Linked DNA regions of Mus musculus: regions 1, 3, 4 and 5 are each linked to region 2. The links are chromatin contacts, called in public Hi-C, HiChIP or PLAC-seq and capture Hi-C maps. All regions are on one chromosome and are shown on one strand. Each heading gives the region's core, a stretch centred on a gene start, on an enhancer-like site or on the middle of the called end of the contact. The rest is flanking DNA. Distances are from core to core; before and after follow the strand shown.

Region 1 (2,700 bases), core at 2-2,501, 180 kb before region 2:
AAACTGTAAGCGGGCCTGTTGACAAGGGAGGTAGACCACCTTACACAAGCACCAAGGAAGAATCCAGCCATGCTCAAGAAAAACAAAACATAAAGTAGTCAGAAAGCAAGGGCAAGAGGGTTCAGAATAAAGGCTTAGACACAATAGATATGCAACAAACACAATAGAAGAAAACTTTCTTGACATCTAAAAATGTTCTCTTTGTCAGGTCCATATTTTAAACTCAGAACATTTCCCTAGCATATACTTTACCGTGGCCTAAATTACCAAGCTACAGCTTTGAGTATTAAAGTGGAGCATCTCTAAAGCCATAGATGTGAGAATCAGAGTAGTAAATGAGAAACGGACACAAACAGACCGGTGATTTTAATCTTCGTGGAATTGGTGAGGTTGTGGTTTTTACAAATGAGAAGCGCACCGGAAGTTGGGTTGTGAATGAAACGCTCTAACAGGAACAACTTGACTTTGAAAAACCAATCTCTAAGGGTGAGACTAGACTGCTGACCCAGAGCAACAAGAGAAGTGACTGTAATTATGATATTAAACCAGGCCTTTTATGGCCGATAACTTAAAAGGAATCACAAATCTCTTAATTATATAATAAATGCATTTCTAAAAGCCTCCTAAGAGTTAGCAGTGGAGACCAATTAAAGCAATAATAGTTTACTCTCTGCTCATTAGGTTGCTATCAGCAAGCTTGGCAGCCAAACAAGGAAGCAACAACAGAGGAAAATGGACTTTTGTCCACATAGAGTATTAAAAGTCTGGGCATCTCTGCAGTCATGGAAAACTTTACAAATTATTACATGAGATGCCTGCAATTAGTGCATGCACTACGTGAACTATAGTGGAAAATGACATGGGGGGGAAAAGTCCGAAAGTCACATGTCTTTCAATGTCCTGAGTCACCATCACCACCACAATAATGTGAACTGGGCAATTGCTACACATCCCTTTTTAGGAGGAGGAACCAAACAGACAAGAGAAATGTTTGCACAATGAAAAGTCATTCCATGGTAACATAAGAATTGAGCTATTTTGGAACGAAAGAATTAAACACATCAGTGGAGTAAGTTCCTAAATGTTCTATTATTTGAGACCCACCAGAGGAGTGACTGCTTGCTAATTAAAACTATGTCCCTCACTAGTTGGATCCCTAGAATTCATACTGTCAACTATCCTTCAACTGTATAGCATGAGAAGGAGACTCAAGATCTCTGCAGAAATGAGGCTGGGATGAAGCAACAGGAAGAAGGAGCCTGGGTTGCAGGAAAGTACCTGCTCTTTAAAACAACACCAGCAGCAAGGAAGAAACAGAACACCTCCAGAAATAAACCTCTTGAATGTTGACCAAGAACTTGCCCAAACCGAAAGAGAGCTTGGAGTTTTCAATCATTTCATCTTACTGCACAGGCCCTTTGGGGGCTCCACTATTTTTATTTGCTGCTGATGGAGTCGCACCTTGTGTTTCTCCTACAAAGACTTTGTCTCTTTTTGGAAAATGGTTTTGCCATTGGGCTCCTTCCTAGATCAATACGTTCTAGTTGTCTGGATTAATGGCAATTGATTAAATGTGACAATTTTAGCTTCAGTAGATATTTAATGCCAAATCCAAAATATGTTTTTACCCATATCTGTAGAGTTAAGTCGGTTACAGTGTTTATAGGAACCATGTGCATATACAATAGAAAGTTTTATATGTATAAAATTTTCAGTGTGTGTGTGTGTGTGTGTGTGTGTTATACATTGCTCAAGCATTTGTCCTAAACGGGAGTTCTCTATTTTCTATTCTTTTATCTTACCCCCTAAGTTGTTAGCCTCTCTTATGTGTTTGTATTCCTCTTATATATTTAAATATATCATTTTTTAACTCTCTTACTATTCTATCTCATTTCTCTTTTTTATTCTTCCCCATACACCACTCAGGATTATCAACAAGGATATACATACACACAATTACATACATACATACATACATATTTAATCTTTAACGTATTTTATTTGCTTCAGATGTTTCAACTGGTATCAATAACCAACAAGAGAAATAACCTTTGTAAGTACAGCCATCAGTGGAGAGCGGAGCCTTATAGAAAACAAATCTTTAAATGTTTCTCCTTGAGTGTGTCTCTCTATTTCTGCATTCCCCGTGTTGTTATTCGTATTGATGGTGATTGTGCCTTCATTTGTTTGAAGGCAGTGCCTCAGTCTGGAACTCAGTCTGTCTTAGAACTGATGAAGTAACCCAAGCTGGCCTCAATGCCCATGCCCTGCTGCCCCAGCCTCCTGAGGAATGGGACTGTAGGGCTAAGCATCACAACTGCCTTGAAAGTCTAAGATTCTTCCCGTCACATTAGGACACTGCCTTCAGCCTCTCTCTCCAACTCCATTCCTTTAATCGGCTTTTGGTAGATCCTGTGCTCAAGGCTGTGATGTGTGGAAAAGCTAGTATCTCCTCAGCTTTCTTAGGTTTTTTTGGCATATGCTGTTCCTTCTACATGAAACCTCTCTCCTTTTACCCCTCATGCCCAAGCTGATTGTTCAGAATCCAAGCTTCAAAATGGGCATCATCTCCTCTCTTAGGCTCCCACGCACACGTCAATACCTGGCACTTACCACACTAAACTAGAATTGCTATTCTTTGTTCTTCCTACCAGATGAGGATCGTTGTGTCTGTCATGCCTACCATATTATTATGGTGCT
Region 2 (2,700 bases), core at 76-2,575:
CTGACTTACCCTAACCATACTAACCCATTTGCCTGAACCTTGGTCCCCTGCCTCCACATTTGTTCTTCTCCGGCCATGCCACGGTTCATTTCCTCTCTATCAGAGCTTTGCCTAAGGACCACTTTCTAGGTGACTGCTGCCAGACATCTTAAAACTACAACCGTCTCCCCAGAGCCCCCTGTATCTCTTTTACCTGCTTTATTTTCCTGACTAGCTATTATTCCCTTCTAATGTACTTTGTAATGTGCTTGTTGGTTGCTGTTAATTGACAGTCTCCTTTCACAAGGAATCAGCTCCACATGACGAGGGGTTCTGTCTCTTATTGCTCACTCATGGAATCTCAACTGTCTAGATGGTTGTCTAACATATCGTAGGTGTTTAGTGAATACATTTTTGGTTTTTTAAAGATCCATTTATTTATCTGTGTGTGTGTTTGTGTGTGTCTGTGTGCTCCTGCATGCCTGAAGAGCGCATCAGATCCCAGGACAGTTAGCTATGAGCCACCATGTGAGTGCTGGGAATTGAACTCAGGACCTTTGGAAGAGCAGACAGTGCTGTTAATGACCAAGTCATCTCCTCTAGCCATGTGAATAATTGGTTAGTGAATGGATTATTGCTTTTATATCTCACTCTCCCTGCTGTATAGGTAGGTGGTATTTAAGGCAAGTCCTTGTGTTCTAAGCAGTCAGCAAATAGCTCTGGTAGACTGGGTGATTCAGCTGCAAGAATGCAGTACCTTGTGCAGTATGCCATGAAATTTTCTCATCTAGTTTCTGTTTTATGGAAATATTTAAAGAAAGGTCATCATATACAGAGAATACATTTCATTGGGTCATATGGAATACTTATATACAAAATCATACATATCGTAAGCATAAAACTTGTAATTTCACAAAATAAAGCCACTCCTATGACTTCTCAGGGAGAAAACGTGTGAGCGATCATGAGCACGCGAGCACACACACAAATATTAAAGACTTCTTAGGAAAAATCAGTTAGACACAGATCTTAGATATGTCTACTTCTCGACTTCTGGTTTATTTAATAAAGACTGTAAGATATTTATCTTAAATGTGTCAAGATATGCTAAGATAATCTCTCATTGCCTTGTTAGCATCTTTTTTTAAAAAGTTGAAGCTTTTGTGTTCATGAGGATTTTTCTCACAGTGAAAAGGAGGCTCGCTAAGAAATCATTTCACTTTAACTTAAGGGTAAGGAACTGCATGCTCGCTAAGGAATCATTTCACACTAACTTAAGGGTAAGGAACTGCGCATGTGTGGGCGAGCTGTTGCTCCGCCTCTCCTCACCTCTCCCGCTCTATTTTCGGCACTTCTTTGCATAAGCAGATGACTCAGGCTTCTTGCCGCTTCCCAACTTTCCCTCCAATTATGACTCTGATGTCATGGGGAATTTCCCATGACCACTTAATGAGGAAGAAGGGGGCACTGCCGGATTTCAGAAGCTATCTTTCTGGGTTGGTCCTGAAAGTCAGAAGGAACCCTTATCATGAACAAGGGTTATGGTTAGTCACATAGGAGATAATTTGTGGTTTCCTGAGATAGGGACATTTACAGAGCGTGGCTAGTGAGTTGGTCGGTTTATCCAAGGCTTGGAAGATTGCTATCAAGATCATCTAAAAGCAAGGGGATAACCTTCTAAAAGGCTGTTTGAAGCTCCTACTGGTCTCCCAGAGGACATGTATACAGAAGGCTAAAGAAGGTGGCAGCTATGATGGTCTCTTGACTTGCTGTCAGTGAGTCTCTCTCCCAGCTTCCATATTCTGAACGGTTGTAGACTCAAGACTCTGACTCTCTCTCTCTCTCTCTCTCTCTCTCTCTCTCTCTCTCTCTCTCTCTCTCTTAAATTTTATTTATTTAATGTATGAGTGTTCTGCTGCATATATATCTACAGGCCAGAAGAGGTCATCAGATTCCCTTATAGGTGGTTGTGAGCCACCAAGTGGTTTCTGGGAATTGAACTCAGGACCTCTGGAAGAGCAGCCAATGCTCTTAACCACTGAGCCATCTCTTTAGCCCTAGACTCAAGACTCTTAGGCTGAAACTTAATCACCAGCATGGCGGCATTAGAGGTGGAACTCTCGGAATATGATTAGTTCAGGGAGGCATTGCCCTCACAGAATTAGTGGTATGACAACAGAGAGCCTCCCAACACTCAAGGTGACCAGCTGTATTATCTGTGAGCCAGGGAATATAGAATCTCATTAAGCTCAGAATCTCTTGCCTTCTTGAACTGTGAAAAGTATGTTTCTGCACCCATAAGCCATGTAGCTTGTGGCATTTTGTTACAGCAGTCTGAAGCTCCTGCTTCCTGACCTGCTTGAGTTCCAGTCTTGACTTCCTTTGGTGATCAACAGCAATGTGGGAAGTGTAAGCTGAATAAACCCTTTCCTCCCCAACTTGCTTCTTGGTCATGATGTTTTGTGCAGAAATAGAAACCCTGATGAAGACAGCCTGTCTTCTGAAGTGGTCAGATCAACAGCCAATATAGACTCTGGAAACCCAGACATGAGTATGGATGGGAGCAATTCCTCTCACCATTACCCTTAATATTTCACTTGGAGAGCGTTGTTTCCTTCTTGGAACACTCACCTTGTGGTCTGAAGTCCTTGTATAATGTGGAGAGTCTCCACCAGCAAACACGAGGCTGTTCATCCCCTTGATCAAGGGCAAACGATGGTG
Region 3 (2,700 bases), core at 93-2,592, 130 kb before region 2:
CAGCAAGTTCAGATTCTGACTACGTACATAAAAGGCTGAGTAGGGTAGCACACATCTGTAGACTCAGCACTGATGGCCAGTCAGGAGGATCTCTGGGGCTTGCTGGCCAGGCAGCCTCCAGCCAGGTGAAGAGTCCTGGGCTCTGCAAGATACTATGCTTCAAAAGTAAGGTGGAGAGTTAGAGGGCAGTGGTCCTCAACCTTCCTAATGCTGAGACCTTTTAATACAGTTCCTCATGTTGTGAACACCAGTCATAAAATTATTTCATTGCTACTTCAACTGTAATTTTGATATTGTTATGAATCATAATGTAAATATCTGATGTGATTGCCCTTCCCACCAAAGGGTTGTGACCCACAAGATGAGAGCCACTGTTATAGAGGGACTGACTTAGGAATATTGGGTAGATAGAGCAGATCAGAGTTGCTTTTACCAGTAAGTGATAGTAGAAACATTGACTGGAGGAGCGTTTCTGAAATAACCTATGAAACACTGGCTCCAGGGTGTATTAGTAGGTATTAATGGAGGGGGGGTGGGGAGGGAGGGAGGGGAAGAAAGTTAAAATTAAGCTCAGGAAATGCAACATATACCATTTCCCTCTTAGAGTCCCATGTGTGCAAGGCTGAGAAAAGGCTGAAGAGACATGTTTTACTGGGCTGGTAGAAACTCTGTTAGAGTTCCGTGAGTTAGTCCCTCTTTAGGACATCCAGACTCAGTTGCTAGAATGAATTTAGGCTTAGAGTTTGAAATTTTAGTGTCAAGCGAGTAAAATCAACAGACAGAACTTGGAGAGGAAAATCAGTGTGCAGGTGCAGTCTGAACTGAACACATACTCTTCTGTGTGGGCCTTCAGGTGTGCACTAGCCTCTAATGCCTTGTATGTGCAGAGATATACACGATTGGATTCCACCGTGCTGTATAGAGTAGGGTAGGAATCTAAAGTCCTAAGTGGGTACTGACCTTGGACTGTACTGAGGTAGGTATAGAGGAAGTGGTAGGGAGAGACAGAAAGTGGCTAGAAAAGCCAGTCACAGAGTACGAATTGCCTGTGGAATGCGGAGGGGCCTGTCCATGAGAAGAGTAGATAAGGAGGGGAAGGTGACTCGTCTTACTTGTGCACACATGAGAAAACTGAGGCCAGCAGATGTGACCTGCTAGGGATTAAGGGCCAGGATAGCCTAGCCGAAAATCTTGTTCCTCTGATGTTCATTCTTACACTCAGATTGGAAGAAGGAAGAGGTAACAGATGATGGTGGCCACGTGTCTCATCTTGGGAGGGAGAGGACGAGCTGTCCCTGAGAGGATCTCTCTCACAGGATGGGAATAATCATATCCTGTTGTAGATTTACCTCGTAATGAGTCACACTTGGAGTCGCCGAAGCTCAGTGTCCTGACAGCGATCATGAGCTGGATATAAAAATCAGAATGCCATTTAACTGATTTATGGTATTTAAAGTACATTTGTCTGTGTGTGTGGTAGATGAGTGTGACTGTACACACTTTTTTGACTGTATGGAGTGGAGGCCAGGTGTCAGCACTGGGTGTCTCCTCTGTCACTTTTCACGCATTGTTTGAGACAGGGTTGCTCACTGAACCAAGAGCTCGCTCCGTCAGCTGGACTGACTGGCCAGCAGACATCTGAGATCCTCCCAGCCCTGTCCTTCAGTGGTGGGCAATTTGAAAGGGAGGTTTACAGATGGGGCCTCCACTCCTCGCTTTCACATGGCGCAGAGAACCCAGGTCCTCTCAATTCCACTTGAGGGATTTTTTTTTTAAAGGTCAATGTCAGAAACTCTCCAATCCTGCCTATGCACAGACAGGTTACACAGACAAGAGTAAAAAGTTACTAAAGAGCATGTTGGATATATGTATATATATCATATCGGGATTTGTAGATCATGTTGTACCTTTGTCTTAGTCAGGGTTTCTATTCCTGCACAAACATCATGACCAAGAAGCAAGTTGGGGAGGAAAGGGTTTATTCAGCTTACAATTCCATTCTGCTGTTTATCACCAAGGAAGTCAGGACTGGAACTCAAGCAGGTCAGAAAGCAGAAGCCGATGCAGAGGCCATGGAGGGATGTTCTTTATTGGCTTGCCTCTCCTGGCTTGCTCAGCCTGCTCTCTTTTAAAACCCAAGACTACCAGCCCAGAGATGGTCCCACCCACAAGGGGCCTTTCACCCTTGATCACTAATTGAGAAAATGCCTTAGAGTTGGATCTCATGGAGGCATTTCCTCAACTGAAGCTCCTTTCTCTGTGATAACCCCAGCTGTGTCAAGTTGACACAAAACTAACCAGTACAATTGACCCCTTGTCAACTTGACACACAAAAACATCACTAGTAAGCCTCAACCCTTACAATCTTATTCATTCCCATTCTAAATAACTTTAAAAGTCCCACAGTCTTTACATATTCTTAAATTTTCAATCTCTTTAAAATATCCATCTCTTTTAAAATCTAAAGTCTTTTTTACAATTAAAAGTCTCTTAACTGTGGGCTCCACTAAAACAGTTTCTTCCTTCAAGAGGGAAAATATCAGGGCACAGTCACAATCAAAAGCAAAAGTCAATCTCCAACCATCCAATGTCTGGGATCCAACTCACGATCTTCTGGGTTCCTCCAAGGGCTTGGGTCACTTCTCCAGCCATGCCCTTTGTAGCACACGCATCATCCTCTAGGCTCCAGATGCCTGTACT
Region 4 (2,700 bases), core at 182-2,681, 150 kb before region 2:
CAGAATAGTAATCATGAGTTTCGCCTGCAGGCTTCCTTCTGCTGATCTTTTTTTTTTTTTTTAATTGTCCAAAGTAATTTGTGATATGTTGGCAAAAAATTTTTATGAAATTTATTTAGTTTCTATCTTTAAATTTTTATTTACGCCATGTCTTAGTTAGGGATTTACTGCTGTGAAGAGAAATAATGACCAAGGCAATTCTTATAAAGGACAACATTTAATTAGGGCTGACTTGCAGTTCAGAGGTTCAGTCCATTATTGTCAGAGTGAGAAACATACTGGCCGGCCAGCAGGCAGGCATGGTAGCTAAGAATTCTACATCTGGATTGGCAGGCAGCAGGAAGAGTGAATGAGACACTGGGCCTGGCTTGAGCATCTGAGACTTCAGAGCCCACTCCCAGTGACATACTTTCTCTAACAAAGCCACACCCACTCTCACAAGGCCACAAGGCCCTGTGGTGCCACTGCATGGGCCTATAAGAGCCATTTTCATTCAAACCATGACATGCCACATATGTCATGGATGTCACCCTTTGGCCTGAGTTTAGGAGAACAGGTTGGCTTGTTGACTTTAGTTTTTATAGTCATGAGGCTAGAGTCTGATTTTCTTACACAGTTAGGTGATTGTGAGAAGCACATTGCACCAACAGCTGGTGTGCCTTCATCTGTTTGGCAGCATTCCTGATAAGGTGATAAGCCCTTCAGTTCCTTCCTCTGTAGACAAGGACCTAAGGACAAGTGCCCAGGGGCCTGAAGGACTGACCAGTGGGACAGTTCTCTAGTCCTGGGCAGTTGCTCTTTCCATTGCCAATAACTGTGCCTTTGGTGTGTCATGAGCTAGATATGTTTGTTGGTTTCTCAGTTTTGTTTTTTTCTTTTCTCGAAATTAAAATGTTCTTGGATCGATCTTGAAATGCTAGCCTGTTCATCCAACTATTTCTGCAAAACTGTTTAGGATATTATGCATTTAATTAATCTTATTTACAAAATGCTGGTTTAAAAGGGACCTGTTTAGATCTAGTTCTCATTAGAGTGTGTCTCTCATTTGAAGTATCAGACAGCAGTGGATATTTGATACTGTCCTAATCCATTATTCTTTGTTTGAGATAGGATCTCATGCAGCTGGGCTTGCTCTGCAGACATCCTGCCTCCACCTCCCAAGTGCTGGGGCCTTCAGGTGTGTGCTGCCACGTTTGGTGGCATTACCCTGGCCTTAAAGGAGGAATTCATACTGTGAGAAACAGATGGGGATGAGGGAGGGCATAGTAATTATCCTGATGATCCTAGGGAGAGGGGAAAACAGAGAAAAGGGCATCTTGGTCAAAACCAACAGTTTGGGCATAGGAGTTTGATGATCTGATTGACCTAGGAAATTTCATGTCACAAAACGCTGATTTGTGTAGGGACTTGCCTCTGACAGTTTTGCCAGTAGCCCAAGAAAAGGGATGAGTCACAACTTTGCCACTATCCTTACAGAATGATGAGCTACCAACCTCATTAATGAGACTTATTTACAAAATTACTTCAAGTATATCTTCTTTAAAATGAAGATTTGCTATCTTTGAGACATTTTCTTTAAAAAAACCACCAAGAGTTGAAGTTATAGATGATTCAGGCAATGCGAGCCCATCCAGAAGGCTGAAGATAATTCTCCCTTGGTATAAAGCACGCATTACCAACCTGTATATATATTCTGGTGTATTAAAATTTTTTGTAGTAGCTTTATGCATGCATAATAGTAATGACATCTATTTAAAAAATCTAGAAATTGTATCCAATGCCTAGTGAAGTCTTACTCTGAAGAATCTACGTTTCCAAAAAGTAAGTAATGGGGTGTCCATACATTCCGTATTTAAACTAAAGAAAATTAAAACAGTCAATGTGGTTTTATTAAAGCAACAGCACCCTAGTCCCAGGGATCAGTACGACTCAGAAGCACAGCGCACCTTCTGTATACAGTGATCGACAGCCATTTGATATTTAGGAAACAGTGATTAGCAGGTCATGGTGATACACATCTGTGGTCCCATCGTTTTCGAGGCCAGTAGTTTCAGGTCAGCCCGGGACACATGAGATCTTGTCTCAAGATAAATAAATGAAGAGCAAATTAGCAGAAGCAAACCACTGTGTCTGTGTGATGTGCCCGCAGTGTGTACACGGGAAAGGTAAGACATAGATGTGAGGATAAGAGCTGTCTCCCAGGCTGACTTGGTGGTGTGTGAAAAACAATAATCAACAAGTGTAAATACTGATAGAGCAAGTGAGTGATAGAGTAAGGGTAAGAAGCCATGCTGAGCCTGGGCAGGATGTGGGTTCGAGCCCCCCACACCCCAACTGCCAACTGGGCATTTGAGGTCTTTCAGCTTTTTCTCTCATAAGCATAATGGTTATTAGGTAGGGCCAGAAACACAGGCCAGATGGACAGTCTATTACAATTCATTCCCAGTGTTTGTAAGTGTGCTGGGCTGTGAGACGAGACCAAGGTGATGCTTAGCTCCTGGGAGACCCAATTTCCTTCAGAATCAAAGAAAAACGAAATTACAGTTGATGTTTAATTTAGTTTTAAAATTGTTTCCTTGGAAACTGGGCTTCGTAATCAGAAAACAGGACCAGTTTGCCAATGAATATTTTTTTTTTTAATGTGTTCCAAATATTACCTGGGACATATGTAGGCTAAATGTTTTTTGTTGATTATCTGAA
Region 5 (2,700 bases), core at 186-2,685, 240 kb before region 2:
TTCAAAGCAGAATGCGGTAATCTGGTACCCACCCAGGCTGTCGTCATCCTTTGGAAGTCAAGGGAGAGCCGGAGTAAAGTTTCCAGCTTCGGTAGGTTTTGATTATTCGCTTTCATCACTGAGTTTAGAGTTCAAGAGAGAAGCGGGACACTCCCATATACGCCCATTAACTTCACTATAGATAACAGTTCTGACAATGTTTCACAATGGTAACAATTACGTTGTTTTTTCAGTAACTTTGAAGCAGCTCAAACTGGTTCAAACCATTAGCCATTCATCTGGGCCAGCACAAGTGGCTAGTGGTGACCTTTTTATGTCCCTGGGCTAAATTTCCACCTTCAGAAAACATTAGGCTGCCATTATCTGAGCAAGCGTCCTTTGAGGAGCCATGAAGTCTGATTATGCGTCTGCAGACCGTAAATTACCTTACTTTCCTTGCCTCCCAATCACCTTTCCCCGTGCCTCAGACCATCCTGCTTCTTCACCTCATAATTATCCGTAAGTGCTATCCTTAGGAAAGTGGTACCGAGGCTTGTTCTCCGATCATCACAGACGGCCACTTCATTAGATGGTCTCCCTTTAGTAAAATCCATCATTTCATTGATTGGCATACTGCAGGAAGAGGCCAAAACAAGTCCAATAACGTTTAGGCCAGATGGTGAGAAGATGAAAACGAATGCCTGGAATCTGGAAGCTGAGGACCACCTAGAGAAAAACTCTGACCTCTGGCGTGAGGAGGCAAGGTAGCTCCAAAAGGGGGAAAAAATAGAGTAGTTATAGCCTCGTCTATCAGTCTTTCGCTCAGTCTCTTCCTGGAGTCTCCAGCAAGAGGTCCTGATGGTCAAACCCAGTTGGAAGCAAGCAGACAGACTCTGGGTTCCCTGACTCCCCCGTGAGCTGTTGTGCACCTGTGGTCTCAAGGTGCAGACTATCCTGGGAGCAGAGTCTCTCTGGATAGTGGTGAGTACAGCAGAGGCAGTACACTTTGTCAACAGACAGCTTTGTCGGAATGGCAGGCTCGTTTATAGGGCTCGAGTCAAGGGGGAGAGGGGAGGAAAAAGAACAAGAGAGAAAATATGCCTAATTTTAAATATGCCTAATTTGCATATGCAGGCCTGACAGAAGACAGGCATACCCTAGGGATGCACCAATTCAAATAGCTAAGCTTTTGGGAGGAGGCAGGGACTTTCCAAGTGTATCAGTCAGATTAGCAGACTGCCAGTCACATGGTCTCTGAAAAGCTAACTCTCTAACTGAGGGGGATGGAGGGTGGAGGCTGAGGATGGAGGACCCCAGAAGCCTAAATGGCTCAATAGTGTTTTAGGACCTTTGTCTCTATAGGGTTGAATAGGCCCAAGCCTGATGTGGGTAGGGAGTGGCCCCACTCCAGCTGTGCTCTCTCAGAGCTTGTTAAGGGGCCTGGCAGTATGGTCTGCACTCTGCCATCCCTCATGGGGCTTGAGAACCTACAACAAACTTACAGAACCTTGGAACTGGGCAGTCCTAGCTACACCTACTTTCAACTCCCCTTCCTAACCAGTTAATGTCCCCTCCCTTCTACCACTTCCTGAACTGTTTGCAACGCTTCCGTGGAAGATGATATATTCATTCTAAGAGTGTTTAGAAGCTCCCCCTCAAGGGTTGAGATGTTAACTGCTCAAATCTTTCTTTCTTCTTTAGATGCACCTTGGCCATGTGACCTCTACAACGTTCTTCCCTGAGTTTTGTCCCATGGGAAACAGCACAAAGCCTGTGAACAGCCATGAATTTTAACTGGAATTAGTCCCCAGAGTTCAAAGTCCACTTCAATGATCTATCCAGAGAAGAAAGAAGGAGACACACAATCTAATGAAGGTGACCCCACTAAACACATAGCATAGCTTTCCTGCCCAGCTCTCATTCCCCTCATCTATAAAACAACTGTGTGCCTCCTGATTCCCTGTTTCCACAGAGACTGAAGAAATCACCCTTCTATCTTCTTCAGGGCTAACCTTTGAGTAGTCTGCTACAAGTCTCATTTTGCAAGCACTGGCCTTTGAAAAGTGGGCAGCCTGGTCTTATTCTGGTAACAGTTACACTTGGGTCAGTACAAAGAGGAGAGAAGCGTGATATTAGAGTCTCTGTCAGGAAAGTAAATACTACTTGGGATTTAGATCATGGCTAAAAGAACACGAGGCAGCAATCTTTGGGTACAAATTACTCCAGGGATGTGAGAGTAAGGCAAAGCCCCCAGACATGTTAGGGAGCTGGCTACAGAGCAGAACAGGTAGATCCAATTCCCTGATGCTTTTTTGGCACAGAAGGTCAGGATTGAAATAAAAGGCAAGTTGTTAAGGAGACTGGAAGTCCAGCAAGCACTATGTGCAGTTGAAGATATAGGAAAGAAGAAGCTAATGATGCAATAGGAGCTTATACTGTACATATCAGGGCAGGGAAGAGATGACACATTAGAAGTGGGAGGTGTGTGGGCAGTTCATAAAGGGGAAATGTAAATAAATCACAAGGCGTGCATTCTTCACACCTAGGCTTAAAGCAACACAGAAGAGTGGGCCATTACAGCATCTTGAGCTTCAACCTGAGAGATGAACTACCTGACCTTCTACTGACAATGAAACATGTCATAGGGGTAGAGACTATAGAGAGGAGACTAAAGTAATATATCCCTGGACCTCATTCTACCTTTCTCGGTTTTCCCATTGG

The links. Hi-C and Micro-C count contacts between places; a contact is called where the count stands out from the background. HiChIP or PLAC-seq counts read pairs in DNA pulled down with a chosen protein or histone mark. Capture Hi-C pulls out chosen DNA fragments and counts their contacts.
Region 1: a contact with region 2 is called in a capture Hi-C map of bone marrow-derived macrophages, with 6 times the contacts expected there. The contact joins two enhancer-like sites. A contact is called at or near these places in 3 of 39 promoter capture datasets (the C10 cell line, embryonic stem cells and trophoblast stem cells), 2 of 15 datasets of contacts at CTCF or cohesin (the NIH/3T3 cell line and large pre-B cells), 1 of 115 datasets of contacts at active chromatin or transcription factors (embryonic stem cells) and 1 of 9 other capture datasets (bone marrow-derived macrophages).
Region 3: a contact with region 2 is called in a FOXA1 HiChIP or PLAC-seq map of pancreatic cancer cells. The contact joins two enhancer-like sites. A contact is called at or near these places in 1 of 15 datasets of contacts at CTCF or cohesin (the NIH/3T3 cell line), 7 of 484 Hi-C or Micro-C datasets (Th1 cells, embryonic fibroblasts, embryonic stem cells and 4 more) and 3 of 115 datasets of contacts at active chromatin or transcription factors (the HPC-7 cell line, bone marrow-derived dendritic cells and pancreatic cancer cells).
Region 4: a Hi-C map of group 2 innate lymphoid cells shows a contact between it and region 2, with 3 times the contacts expected there. The contact joins two enhancer-like sites. A contact is called at or near these places in 1 of 15 datasets of contacts at CTCF or cohesin (the NIH/3T3 cell line), 24 of 484 Hi-C or Micro-C datasets (the BV-2 cell line, the CH12 cell line, Th2 cells and 15 more) and 3 of 115 datasets of contacts at active chromatin or transcription factors (the HPC-7 cell line, embryonic fibroblasts and pancreatic cancer cells).
Region 5: a contact with region 2 is called in a Hi-C map of the CH12 cell line, with 2.7 times the contacts expected there. The contact joins two enhancer-like sites. A contact is called at or near these places in 4 of 484 Hi-C or Micro-C datasets (the CH12 cell line, embryonic stem cells and liver) and 1 of 9 other capture datasets (embryonic stem cells).

What each region holds. Positions count from the first base shown.
Region 1 is chr10:98,897,295-98,899,994 of GRCm38.p6, forward strand. No RefSeq gene overlaps it. Among named protein-coding and RNA genes, the nearest start is that of Gm34346, 16 kb to the left of the region's middle. Within about 2 kb of position 1,252, at least 62 of the 459 cell types and tissues checked have an H3K27ac peak or open chromatin away from gene starts, as enhancers often do. A contact at or near this core is called in bone marrow-derived macrophages, where this site is marked.
Region 2 is chr10:99,080,381-99,083,080 of GRCm38.p6, forward strand. No RefSeq gene overlaps it. Among named protein-coding and RNA genes, the nearest start is that of Poc1b, 25 kb to the right of the region's middle. Within about 2 kb of position 1,326, at least 52 of the 459 cell types and tissues checked have an H3K27ac peak or open chromatin away from gene starts, as enhancers often do. A contact at or near this core is called in the CH12 cell line, the NIH/3T3 cell line, bone marrow-derived macrophages and 2 more, where this site is marked.
Region 3 is chr10:98,950,504-98,953,203 of GRCm38.p6, forward strand. The region is part of intron 1 of Atp2b1 (ATPase, Ca++ transporting, plasma membrane 1); the gene reads left to right. Among named protein-coding and RNA genes, the nearest start is that of Atp2b1, 37 kb to the left of the region's middle. Within about 2 kb of position 1,343, at least 44 of the 459 cell types and tissues checked have an H3K27ac peak or open chromatin away from gene starts, as enhancers often do. A contact at or near this core is called in the NIH/3T3 cell line and pancreatic cancer cells, where this site is marked.
Region 4 is chr10:98,933,995-98,936,694 of GRCm38.p6, forward strand. The region is part of intron 1 of Atp2b1 (ATPase, Ca++ transporting, plasma membrane 1); the gene reads left to right. Among named protein-coding and RNA genes, the nearest start is that of Atp2b1, 20 kb to the left of the region's middle. Within about 2 kb of position 1,432, at least 3 of the 459 cell types and tissues checked have an H3K27ac peak or open chromatin away from gene starts, as enhancers often do. A contact at or near this core is called in group 2 innate lymphoid cells, where this site is marked.
Region 5 is chr10:98,840,471-98,843,170 of GRCm38.p6, forward strand. All of the region lies in intron 6 of Gm34346 (a long non-coding RNA gene), which reads right to left. Among named protein-coding and RNA genes, the nearest start is that of Gm40750, 35 kb to the left of the region's middle. Within about 2 kb of position 1,436, at least 40 of the 459 cell types and tissues checked have an H3K27ac peak or open chromatin away from gene starts, as enhancers often do. A contact at or near this core is called in the CH12 cell line, where this site is marked.